Linked DNA regions of Anser cygnoides: all the other regions are linked to region 1. Evidence: chromatin contacts called from public Hi-C data. All regions are on one chromosome and are shown on one strand. The core of a region is the stretch at or near the end of the contact, and the rest is flanking DNA. Distances in the headings are between cores, read along the strand shown. Region 1 overlaps GRIP2 (glutamate receptor interacting protein 2). Region 2 has its middle 25 kb from the start of XPC. Region 3 has its middle 46 kb from the start of XPC. Region 4 has its middle 70 kb from the start of SLC6A6.

Region 1 (3,135 bases), core at 471-2,970:
TGAGAAGTTGGTTTGGTTAAAGCAAGAAGAGATGAGAAGAATATCCCCTTTCGAAAGACTGAACTAGAAGTGGAGTGTAATCCAGATGGCCTCAGGTTTGGGTTTTGGGGAAGGAAACTGTCCTGGCTCAGTGTGATTTACTCCATTTCAGTTTTCTAAACAGGTTTTAACCTCTTTTTCCCCGCTGCTTGCCTTCCCTAGGTACATACATACCTCAGGCTGCGGGCATTGCCCTTCATCCACACGAATGGAGACACAGCAGGCAAAAGAGCAGCACCCCTCCTGGGGACCCCAGGAAAAACTACCCCTACATGGATGGAAGCTTCAGTGAAGATGACTGGGACAAGCCCAGCAGGTACGGAGGGGAGGGAGGAGGCAGGTGGGGCCTTCTGCAAACGTGAGGGTGCAAGGACACTGAATGTCATGGATCAGATCGGCCAGAGGTGGGGAGGGCCAGTGATGCCCCCATCTTGGCATCAGGCAGCTGTGGGGTGGGGTGCTGGGGTGCTGATCTGCTCTGTCAAACCACCCCCACATTGCCAGCTTGCCCTGGGCATAGCTCTGTGGCACGTCTGCCATGGCCAGGTGACATTTATATCTGGAGTTAGGGCAGTCTCAGCTGCATGGACCACAGGTTCTTACCATGTCTGCTACTCCTGCCATATAAAGGCTGCAGCACTTTCATCATTTAGGTGTTGTACTAGGTAGTCATGGCCAGGGCTGTCCTCCGTTGTGTTGGCCAGACATGATGAGTGAGGATGCAGCTTCACAGCACCTTGGTGCCAAAAAGCCAAAAAGACCAACCAAAGCTCTTGTAGGACCGGTATGAGGTTGCATGTCCAAGTTAAAATCTCCCAAAGGTGTGGCTGGATCTCTCTTTCCGTCACACCTCGGCCCTTCCAACACACAAAAAAATCCATGCCAAGTGGGCATGGTCGAGCTAATCCCCCACCTCAGCCAGAGTGGGAGAAGTCCTGCAAGGCCACCCAAGCACACAGAGGAGGCTGCAGCTGCCCCTCTCTTTGGGTGAAAACCCTGCTGGATCTGCCCTGGCCAGAGGCTGTCCCTCACTGAACCACACACGGTAGCTAAGGCTCGTTGCTTCGTAACTAACCCTCCCCTCGACATCCTCCAGAGTCCCCATAGTCGTGTGTGTTGTGTTGTTACTGTCGGTTCTTTTTTTTTTTTTTTTAATTATTTTTCCTTAATTTTTGTTTGTCAAAACAAAACCCTTAGAACATCTCATGGCCATTTCCACCTATTTAAAGATGATCAAACTGGCAGGAAGGCTGGCAGCGGCTGAGACTTTGTTCTTGTTTTGCCTCTCAGCGAGAGCCGGCTCGCAGAGGTCGTTGATCTCTCGGCCTTCCCAGCGAGGCCGCTGGCAGCTGAAGTTAGCAAATCTGAGCCCTCGAAGCCCCGCGTGTCCCTAATGAGGGCTCCGAGCCCTGATATCAAAGTGCAAGTGAAACGGTTCATGCTGCTGAGCCCTTATTATTAGGGAGAAAAACAAAATGTCTCTAACCGCAGCTGCCTTTAGCCTGGAAAATCCTGCTGACCTGGTGGTGTGAGAACCTGTACTGATTCATCTGAGTCCTGGGCGTGTTTGTTATATTGCTGATCTGAGAGGCAAGAAACTTGTAACTGGAAGGGACATTTGCCTCTTAGGAAACCTGGGAGCAGAGGAAGGAAATGAGTAAGGGGAAAGAACTGAAAATTCCTTATGGGGGGAAATTTGGGTTTGTTTTTATAAAGTCTTGCTGGGTGTTTTTTTGACCTCTCTGCCTGGTGTTAAAGGCTGCTGCTTTACAAGCTGATTCTGATGAAAGGTAGGGGGTTAATTTAAAATAAAATAAGCCGTGTCAGATACCACTCTCCAGGCAGGCCGTGATCCCACAAGGAACAAAAGTATGTGTGTTTGAGGTTCTGCCTGCTATAAACTCCCATTTAAACCACTGGATGAAAAGCAAGTGCTGAGACTTTGCTATTAATACAGATTTGGAAAAAGAGTTCTGTTACTATCCCAAGGAGTTATTACTTGTCTAACTGAAGCTAAGCTCTCTTTGACTTGTACTCAAGTAAAATGTTTTGACTTTGCTAAGTGGCCCTGGTGGGTAAGTGTCCCCTCCTGTTAGCACTGATGCCCGCTGTGCCACGCAGGGAGCTGCCAGATGTTGCAGAGGTGGAGCCTTGTCCATGCAGCTCTGCATAAGATGCATGGAAGATGCATTAAGGCTGTTCTAATGTCACTGCCCCCCTGGGGTATCTCCCTATGATACATTAGTGGATTTATTGTGATTTTGATTTAACACCACAGAGAGTTTGCTTTAAGAGGCTCCCGTTACCCTGAACACTGATGATCCAGGTTTCACAGTGCCCGGTGTTCAGTAAGCAGTGGCTGGACAAGAGTGTCACCTACTTCTCTAGTTTGTTTGAAGGACTTCAGCATGTTTAATTGTTGTTTGCTTTAGAAGTCCAAGAATTGAACCTGACTTTGTGGTCAGAGATAAGAGACACCGAAACCGCTGGGTGGGAAATCGCTGACTCCCCAGCGGGACACACGCAGTGCTCACATTAACACGTGTTTGCACCAGCTTGAGAGGTTATCACTGTCCTCGTTCTCTGTTGTAGACAGAACTGGTAACAATCTGTACACAGCTGTGGGTTCAATGACTCGTGTAGCACAGAGAGACCTGAATGTAAGAGCTCACTTCCTTGGTCATCCCCAAGCAAATGAAGCTCGGTTTGTATGGGTTATACGCTGACACTGTCGATATTGCTTGCTGTAGTATGTGTTTACTTGTCCAGCCTAGGGCAATCATTATTATATACACCTTTGCATTATTACTCTCATAGATACCTAATGTATTTATCATTTTCTCACCATGTCTGTTACCCTCTGTGTTTTTCTCTCTCTTCTCAGGTGTTCTGTGTCTCAGATCTGAGCTCTATCCCATCAGCCTTTGTACTAACAGTCTCTGAGGCTCCTGGTTTACCCATAACGCATCCTTTTTTCTTTCACTTCTCTATTTCACCAAAACGTCTTCCTAAACCTACAATCTTCCTACAGGCACTTTTTAATTTACCCTTTGAACTTTGACATTACTACACCAACTTAATTCTTCCTTTGAAGGA
Region 2 (3,135 bases), core at 280-2,779, 230 kb after region 1:
TTCCATGCTGAGTGCCTCTCGTTGGCTGATTTATTTACTTTAAGGGAAATTTTAGCCAAAACACTCTGCCTTTTCCAAGAATGAAACTAGAGAAAAATACATCGCTTTGGCTATCTTTAAAACAAAATCTGGAAATCTCTACACTTCACAAAAGATCCTGAAGGACAAGAGAGTTTTCATTATGCGTGTGTCCTGTGTTGTTCCTGTGAAACTCAGAAACTGTGTTTCAAAGACTTTAATCAGTATTTCTTGAAGGGAGAAAAAAAATCCCCTTTCACTACAGATCTCTATTCCCTGGGAGCACCTACATGGGAACGGGTGGATGCAACAAGGAAATTTTACCTCTAAGCTGTGCATGCAGCATTCAAGACTATGTTGTTGGAGCTGTTGTGTTTGTGGTTTTTTTTTTGTTTTTTTTTGGGGGGGGGTTGTTTGTTTGTCTGTCTGTTTTCTTTCCCTGTGCACTCTCATTCCCATCCGTTTGAGATACATCCCAGTATTAAAAGGCAGGGGAAGGTTCACGACTCCCCTGTGCTTTTTTTTTTTAATGCCCACCTTGCGACAAGCTGGTAGTACTGATGGTGAAACTGTCTACATGCAGATGGTAAAAAGCACAAGCTTACTATGAAGGGAAAGAAACTGAAACAGAGTTTGGTGAGGCAAGGACTGCAGGATGGGCAAAAAGGGAGCGCAGGGCTGTTTTGATGTAGGAACTGGGCATGAAGGGAAGGGGGAGAAGAAGACACAGCTGTTGGGACTGGGAGGCCAGCAATGCACTGAGCGGAGCTTCAGAGCAGCTAGCAGTGCTGGAAACCCAGGTAGGTCATTTACACCGAGTAACTTGGGCCTAGTGAGGATATTTTCCTTCAGGTCCCTCCATGGTCAGTGAAGAAAGGACTTGCTGCACTGGCTTGCTGGTCAGATTGACTGAACTAAGCTCCCGATTTGAACCACCTTCTGGAGAAACCCTTCTCACTAGGGCAGTGAGCCTCCACAGGGTGAAGCTAGACTCTGTGAAAGAGTCTATGCAAGGGTGACAGATGGTTCATTTCCACAGTTCAGCTGCAGAAAGGGGTTTGAGGATTCACCTGTGAATAGGGGAATCAAGTCTCTTCTCTGGGTGCTTATTAGTCCAGGTCTCTGTTTGAGATGGATGAAAGCTGCTCCTGCAGAACTGGACTCTACCCTAGCCTCCAGCACAGTGTTTGTGTGTGTTGCCAAGCAAATCGATTAATCCACATTTTTGCAGCTTGTTAGTCATCCTCTTAGGGACACAACAGGAGACCCTGGAGTCTGATCTGCAAAACTGCTGAGCACTCACAGCTAGAACTGAAACTGGTAGGACCTATGCTCTGAATATAGAAAATATTCTGCAGTGCTGTGAACTCAAAAAAAAAAATCAAGTCCCAGACATTCAAAAATCTTTGGCAATGTTTTCACTTCATCTTCATATCTCTGCTTGCCATCTGTCCAAGTGGGGGTGCAGTATCCCCTCACTTCATTGAGGCATTGTGAAAATAGATTATTTCATGTCTGTGAAGCACCCAGATACAATAACGATGACTGCTGAAGGAAAGCTCCCAAGGAAGTTAATAATTCTGTATTGAGAAAAGGCTTTGAATAGTATGCAGTAAATAGGCCATGGGGTACAGATTGAACAATGAAGATAAAAGAAAATATTAAATAGTTGCTCATTAAGTGAGCAGTATCCATCCTGCACTTTAAACAGAGCATACGTTTATAGTATGTGAGCCTGTGATTAAAGACAATGCCATAATGCATACACCCAAAGGCTATAATGAATTTGTACCAACAACTTAAATTCTTGCATTTCTCAAGTTTTGAGTGTTTGGCTTAGCCATTTTGTTAGAATGCCAAATTCTCTTAATTTAGCTACACACAAAAAGGGGCATAGATCAATAGAGATTAGAGAGGGGGATGGGTTCCAGAACTGGCTCAACACAAAGTCCAAGGGTGTTTGAATTCAGTTCATATTAGAGAAGAAAGCTGACCACAGCTTTTTATCTGGATCCAGATGTCCTTGAATTTCAGGGCTAACTAAGCCTCAGTTATACTTTGGCACCTTCTCTGCTGTGATTTTGTTCTCCCAAAGTTGGGAGGGTGCTGCTGTGGACCTCTTCCTTATCTTGACCTTTATAAACGTTGCAATACTAATCCTGCCATTAAATTCTACTTATTCTTGTTAAGTACAGAGGGCTTTATTTAGCAACATAAAAAAAATAAAAAGTGTGAGGTGAGTATAGGTCTTCCAAGCAACTTGGGTGATACAGGACAGAATGTGTTTTTTTCCCTGTGAAAATGCCATGGGATAGGACAGAAGAGGTGCATCAGGAGGAGGGGACATCTTTACAGGGGCCAGGATGGAGCACAGGAGGAAACCCCATAAAAAGCAATGGACATCAGGAAACACATCAGGAAACTACATCGCACCAACTGTCATCCAACTGCCCACATGGGAATATGGGAAAAGCAGAGACTTAAAGAGGTGGGAAATGTGACAGTGCAGGTGGAAGGGTCCCTTTCCAAGGCACACAAACCATACGCTGCACCTGTTACTGCAGGCTGCAGCAACATCACCCTGATATATGCTTCAGCTGTACCCTGCAAAGCCACAGACAATCAATGGACCAGGTGCCATTTCCCATACCACAGCCAAAGCATTTATGTTTGTGTTGTCATCCAGGATTTCTGCTCTTAAGCTTCCAAATATACAAACAACAGAATATGCATGAGGCAGGAAGAAAGTACTTGGGTCAGACACAGAATCACATCATTCCACACATGTATGCTCCAGGAAGACAGCTTTTACAAAGTCTTTACTCTTAAAAGTTTAAACAAAATGTAAAGCAGCTGTAAAATTTTCTTTTATAGAGTAATTTATCCCAAATGTCTTGAAACAAGCCTGGCAACAAGGAGTATCCTCTGCAACATTTTCCACACAGTATAATAAAGACCTTTGTTTTTTGGGGGCTGAAAGTATTTTCTTTTATCCACTACAAACTTGTTGACTTTCAGAAAATTAGACGTATGTTTGCTCTTAAGCCCCGAGACAGAAGCTAGAGGCTCCTGATCAACTTGTCTTGTATTATTCGCTACTATATAAGAACTTCACTA
Region 3 (3,135 bases), core at 195-2,694, 210 kb after region 1:
CCTGGGAGCTGGAAGTGCTTCAACTTGTTATCTTGCCACCAGGCCGCCCATGAACAAGCAGCGAAAACAGCCCACATCCCCTGGCTCTGGGGCCCTACGGGAACTTTTAGATCCCCCCTAAACCCCAAGGCCGATGGCACCGTGAGAAGACGGGAGGAGGACAGCAAGGTGCCTTTTGCCTCCTGGTGAAACTGAAGAAATGTGGTGCTGTCCTCGCAGTACCACCCACGCTGTATAACGGTTCAGGCACCTCAGGGCCGTTGTGGCCCTTGTACTGACAGACGTGTTTTCAGCAAACACGCTCAGGGCCAGCAGGCCGCCTTCCCTACCCTGCCACTCCAGCTGGGCTCTCCTCCATTAGCCCTGCTGCTCATGCCTCTGGGTGAGCAGAGATCCCCAGACACTCGTGGGGTAAATGATCCCAGCTGGTCTCGAGGAGTTTCTGCAGGCTGGGCCCTACCCGTGAGGCACCCAGATGTACAGCCATGGGCAGCCCCTCGCTGACAGGAGCTCCCCAGACCACACGCAAGGGCCTGGCGCCCCGTCTGCTCGCCTCGGTCCCTGTGAGATCGGACATTGGCAAAGTACCTGCGCCTCACAGGACTTGTGTGCGTGCACGTGTTCGTACGTGTGCATGTGTCCCGCTGCCTGCCAGCGCCAGGCTCCCGCATGGCAGCAGATTGGAGGCAGAAGCTCGCGTCTCACAAATTCATTTTCTGGCAGCGCACGGATGGGGGAAGGGCCACATGCTCTTTGTCAGCCCACACAGCCACACGAGTCTCAGCCCGGGTGAGCCAAACCTCTTAGAGGCACAAAATGCGTGTGCTGCCGGCAGCAGCTCTGCCTCAACCCCCCGGACCAGCTGGCACGAGGGCAGCTGTGAGTTCAGCAGCTGGGGCAGAAGGGCCAGTGACGCACAGCGTTATAGCTGGAGATCTGCTTTATTGCTTTCTGCTTTAACCTCTGAGCCTTTGGGTTGTGAGGGATGGATCCTGAGCTCTGGGCAGGCCCTCACGGTGAAGCCCTACAGGCACAGGTACTGGTACTGGTGATGGCTCTCACTGAGAGCGGGCTTAAGATGCTGCTGACTGGCAAGCCGGTGTTCGTGTCGTCGCTGTGACCGCGTGCAAGCAAACCAGACATTGCCTATCCCTCAAAGTCCTCCTTCCGATCCAGAGTCTAAAGCCACGTAGACAGAGATGTCAGCCAGAATTTGCTGTCTGGGACAAAGCAAACCCTCTCTGTAATTTACCTGCAGTACTATGCCAAGGCCGCAGTTTGGTATTTTTATCACTCCGGCATGTGTTTGCTCCCTACCTACACATCAGCTTATTCAGGAACTTTTGCAACCTATCCAGAATAAATATCTACCACAACAAGAAGATGCTGTTTTCCTGAAACCCCTAAACTGAGAAGGGCCAACTTTTCCCGGGTTCCTGGTGGAATCTTGCTTTGCTCTCAGGAGATTTCTAGCCCTCAGGCTCAGATGGCCGGCAGGCAGGGGATCGCTCCTCACCTCTCCTGCTCTTCTGTATCCACCACTGGCCAGGGCTAGGGACAGGGTACATACAGCGTGACATGGATTTTTAGCCTGGTCCAGAAAACCCATTCTTATAATGAATAAAGGAATATATTTTACTGCCTGGACAGCTGTTGGCTGTGCACATGCCTCCCTGTTTCAAAGAGGCAATTAGGAACAGAGCTGAAAGGGCAACGTGTCCTTTACTCTAGATCTCCAGCCAAGTCCCCAGGCACAGGACCCACACAGACAAGCAGGAATGCTCACGTGGACACTCAGCATATCAAAGCATTTGGGCAGCGACACATGTAGCAACACGTGACAAACTTGCCGCGTAAGATGTGGTTTGCTGGTGTGCATAGACTGACGTCTCCAAAACCCGCTAGGATGAGCCAAGCAGCATCTAGAAAACACTGGCATTGGATCATTTAGGCTAACAGCTTTGAGTACAGCTTTTCAGGATGTAACACAGGTGTGCTTGGAGCACATCTTCACCATGAGGGCGCTTTATTCACCGGGACACTGCTGCCAGTAGCCTGGAAAATGGGATGGTGGAGGAACACGGCGAGATGAAGTGCCTCAGCTCAGATTTGGTAGCAGCCCAGTCTCATTCCCATGGCGCTTGTGCTACCTGTCCCTGCTCCCAGCCCTAAGCTGGTCAGCCACACACACCGTAGTGCTGAGCACAACTGCCTGCCAGCCCAGGAGGACTTTCAGAGGACCACATCAGTCCACTTAATCAGAGCACTTCATCGGCTCCTTCCCCAGTGCTCCCTGAGGGGCCAGCATTTGTTCTGAGCATCAGTGTTGGATGTTTACAGCAGCCGAACGTAGACATTGTGTGCATTCCCTCCTGTACACTCACTCTTCTCTCTAAAGGCATATGTCGTCCTCTCACATGGAAAAATGTTACTGAGGAGAAGGCAGTTTGAAATTATCACCTATCAACAAGTCAAAACACAGCCTCGTCTCCAACCGTTTGTACTTGGCTTGTTAACACACAAATAGGAAAAATCTTTCTGTCCTCTTCAATAGGATTTTAGCTCATCTTAACCATCTGCTTTTTTATTATTATTTTTCTAGTAAAGACAAGTCCCTTTTGGAAAGTTCCAAGGGTATCTATCTAACCAGTTTTTATAAGGCCTCATCATATTAATATCTGAGATGGCATCTTTCCTAAATACCAGTAATCGTAATTTTCACCAGTATAAAATGCATTATTTTTAATTGCTCACTGTACAGTGTAGTTTAAAGTGGCAGTCTTACAATGAACTCTGGAGACTGGAATTAGATTGCTTGTTCAATAAATACCAAGAGTTACTGACCTATGCCAGAACAAGATTTCACAATTTCGTATTTCTAATATCAAAAATACATTTTCTTTCCAACTCCCAGAAAAGAAAGGATAGAAAAAGAAGCCTAGAACTGACCTACTTTCATTGCCAAATCACTCTGTTATTGAGCCAAAAGTATTCTATCAAACTTCTTATTGTTTTTAGCAGAACAATGCCATTTCTATGAATTCTATGAATTCTATAATTTTTGAAAAGCAACCTCTCATTTTGTGACCTGCAAATTTCTACACAAATCTTTGAAACAGTCCCACAACATCCAAA
Region 4 (3,135 bases), core at 190-2,689, 140 kb after region 1:
CCAGAAGCTGTTGTAAAATTCCTTGTGGAAACGAGATCTGTTATGTTTATCACTAGTTTGCTAAGTAAGGTTAATACCGTGGCATTGACCCTTCCTCATATACCCTCAGTAGAACTACCATGCTTTGTCCCACTATGATTTTATAGCAGAAGGGAGAACACAAGGCCGATACAAGCAGGTATTTTTCCACCTCCCCTCCTCTGGGCCCTCACCCCTTTGTAGCAGGGAAGATAACACTCCCGCCAGCGAGCTTGTTTCCAGCATCAGCCTGTAACCAGCCTGTGCCCAAGGAAAGAGACCGATCAGCCACTGTGGTCTTTTATCCTGCCAGATGAATAGCCTGTGTGAATATCAACATTATCATAAATCATTCAATTGCTGAAAGTCATCTTACCCTCATAAGGATCTGAATAGCAACCATTTCTAAATCCTTACATACATCCATTTACAGCAGCTGAACAGTGGGAGTGGATAGACCTATTTTTCAGCTAGCATGATAATCAAGCCATTCCTCATTTAAGAGTGAATCCATTTGCATTGGTATTTGACCCAAATAATAGCTCTAGAAATTGATATGTAATCTCCAGCTAAAACTAAGTTTAAGCAGAGGCCACCAAACTCCTTTGTTCCTCAAAACACACTTAAAATCCCTGACCAGATTTTGATCTTGATATGAATCTGAACACCAAATTAAATTCAAAAGCCACAGCGTTAACACGGTGTTTCTCAGTAGCCTCCTGCGTAGCCCTGAAGATCAGAATCTGTCCTTAATATTTCTGCACATGGTACTGTGCAGAACTAGCTCCAGACTATTTATAGCTCACACTATATATATACATTGCAGCTTCCAAAAGCATATTTTATCTTTTGGGAGGACAATGCTTTCCAAATTGTAAGAAAAGGCATCGTTTTGTTAAAAAAATCTGCTCAAACCCTTAACCTGGAAGAGTGGCCCCATGCTGCCAATCAGATAATAAGCTTAATTCTTACATCACACTTTATTTGTAGCTCACTGTGTAGTTAATGGTTGCAGCTTATCTAACAGGAGAAATGTGAAACCAGAGTTTTAGAACAATAGGAACATGCCTGTCACCAGCAGGCTGCCAATGAATCATGTCCCTGCAGTCAAGCTCTCCCAGAAGGTCATTTGCAACAGAAATACATCTCTGCCTGTAGCTGGCAAAACGCTGAAAAGCGTTTTTCAACTTTACTCAAATAAAACATCAAGCTGATCAATTACCCAAACAATTTCACCTTGCAGTATTTTTAAGTTCTGTTCACTGCAAAACTTACTAATAAAGATCACTGAGCAAGCAGACCTGCTTGCTTCCCTGTCCGAGATTCCAGGGGCATTTTAACTTCACCCTGAATTCAGGGAAGCAAAAAGCCCAACCTTATCCAAGACAAAAGTGACTTAGTGTTATCTTTCACATTAATTTAAAAAAAAAAAAAAGTGTATTTGTAAACAGAGCATTCAGAATGGAAGCCCTGAAACCACTGAAAGACCGTAAATTCTTTAAAAAGGAATCCCTAAGAAACAAAAAGCAGCACTCTTTCTTGCCTAGAGATATGCAGAAAGAGGACAAGGAAGCACAAAAAAAAAAAATCAGCTATTACCTGTGTCAAATATGGAAGTTATTTTTGCTAATACAGAATTATTTTAGAGACATTTTCACTGCTGTATCTGAAGCTAAAAGACAAATCTCTTCTGCTGCACTTGCAGAAGAGCTCCAGATTTTCTGCAAGCGGGAAAGAACAGATGATGAGGGGATCTATTCTTTTCAGAAGAATGTCATTGGCACAAACAGCTGGCAGTTGGTGGCATATTATTTATACGTGCAGTTGCTCATGTTTTTTAACTGATAAGAAAGCGATACCTCATTTGCAATTCAGGTGAGAAACATGAGTGGCTCCACAGCGCCACTGGCCCCTGGGCCACGTTTCTTATCATATCAAAAACATCTGTCACAGTGTAAATGAGTTCATTATAAAAGCACATCAAATGTGCAGTTTCAGGATGAGACAGCAGTCTGCAAAGAAATGAGAAAAACAACCTCCCCCTATAAAAGCTGGGATGGTCTGGCCCATTTTTACCATTTGGGAGGAGGGGGAGCACTTGGAGAGGAAAGGGGGAGAAGGAAAAGAGAGAAACCTTGGAAATGTCACCATTATAAATTATCCCTTCTCTGGGAGCCAACTGTGTCTGAGAACGGGCTTGGTTTGCTTGCGAGGGTCTGGTGGTTCGCATGCGGAGCGCGCAGACATTGCGAAATGAGCATCACGACACCGCCCGCCGAGCCCTCTGCTCCTGCAGGCTGCGGACTGACCTGCACGTAATCCTGGTCTGCGTGGCCCAGGGGGCTTCAGCTGAGAAAACGGCAATGGGCTGGGGAAGAAAGGCTGCATAGGGGGGTGGTCACTGTGGGGATTACCAGTAGAAGTGTGCTTGTGGGGCTTCCATGCGCACAAATGGAAATGAATCCCTTTTCTGGGGAGGTGACAATGAGCTGACAGGAGCTTCCACCTCTGGGGAAGGCAAGGTGCATCCTTAATCCATGCTGAAGAGAAAAACAGGACAGGTTGAAAACAGCTCCCGTACCCACACTCATCCCTGCCGTAACGCTGCACGGGGCCTGAGTCTCAAATGCAATCATTTGTAATGTGGGCCGTGTTCGCCTCTGCTGCTGTTCTCCAGGGCCGGGTCCAATACCCCTGTGAATACGAGGATATTTTAGTGCTTCTCTTTAGCAGCGATGAGGACAGCCCAAGGTGACTTCAAAAACCCTTCTGCCTAGAAGAGGCCTAGAAATGCTTCCGCAGCTCTGGGGTCTCCACCCTACCCCCTGCTTCCAATCTGTGCCGCACTGAATGACCGCTTCCTGATCTGTGTTTGGGGTTTTATTAAAAAAAAAAAAAAAAGTTTGTCTCTTTTCATCTTGCAGGGAAATCCCTCTGATGCTGATGCACAGGGGGAAACTAGAGACAGACAGGCCCGGACCGTTACTCCTCCAGTCCAAGCACAGCAGCCAGGCACACAGTGCCTTCTCACACCGTCCTCTCACCGACAGCTTCAGTGAGCCTCCCTGGCAGCTGCTGCAGTCACGGATGAAATGCAAAATACCCTCATTTTCTCCC

What was found. A called contact is a pair of places that touch in the nucleus more often than the background predicts.
Region 2: a contact with region 1 is called in a Hi-C map of liver, with 16 times the contacts expected there. The contact joins two enhancer-like sites. A contact is called at or near these places in 5 of 7 Hi-C or Micro-C datasets (fetal liver, granulosa cells and liver).
Region 3: a Hi-C map of liver shows a contact between it and region 1, with 9 times the contacts expected there. The contact joins two enhancer-like sites. A contact is called at or near these places in 2 of 7 Hi-C or Micro-C datasets (both in liver).
Region 4: a contact with region 1 is called in a Hi-C map of liver, with 1.8 times the contacts expected there. The contact joins two enhancer-like sites. A contact is called at or near these places in 2 of 7 Hi-C or Micro-C datasets (both in liver).

Annotation. Positions count from the first base shown.
Region 1 is chr10:12,458,656-12,461,790 of Taihu_goose_T2T_genome, forward strand. It overlaps GRIP2 (glutamate receptor interacting protein 2), which reads left to right. Exons shown (of 24, transcript XM_067002985.1): 20 at 202-355. Among named protein-coding and RNA genes, the nearest start is that of SLC6A6, 73 kb to the right of the region's middle. Within about 2 kb of position 1,721, at least 2 of the 3 cell types and tissues checked have open chromatin away from gene starts, as enhancers often do. A contact at or near this core is called in liver, where this site is marked.
Region 2 is chr10:12,687,817-12,690,951 of Taihu_goose_T2T_genome, forward strand. No RefSeq gene overlaps it. Among named protein-coding and RNA genes, the nearest start is that of XPC, 25 kb to the right of the region's middle. Within about 2 kb of position 1,530, at least 1 of the 3 cell types and tissues checked has open chromatin away from gene starts, as enhancers often do. A contact at or near this core is called in liver, where this site is marked.
Region 3 is chr10:12,667,462-12,670,596 of Taihu_goose_T2T_genome, forward strand. No RefSeq gene overlaps it. Among named protein-coding and RNA genes, the nearest start is that of XPC, 46 kb to the right of the region's middle. Within about 2 kb of position 1,445, at least 1 of the 3 cell types and tissues checked has open chromatin away from gene starts, as enhancers often do. A contact at or near this core is called in liver, where this site is marked.
Region 4 is chr10:12,601,337-12,604,471 of Taihu_goose_T2T_genome, forward strand. No RefSeq gene overlaps it. Among named protein-coding and RNA genes, the nearest start is that of SLC6A6, 70 kb to the left of the region's middle. Within about 2 kb of position 1,440, at least 1 of the 3 cell types and tissues checked has open chromatin away from gene starts, as enhancers often do. A contact at or near this core is called in liver, where this site is marked.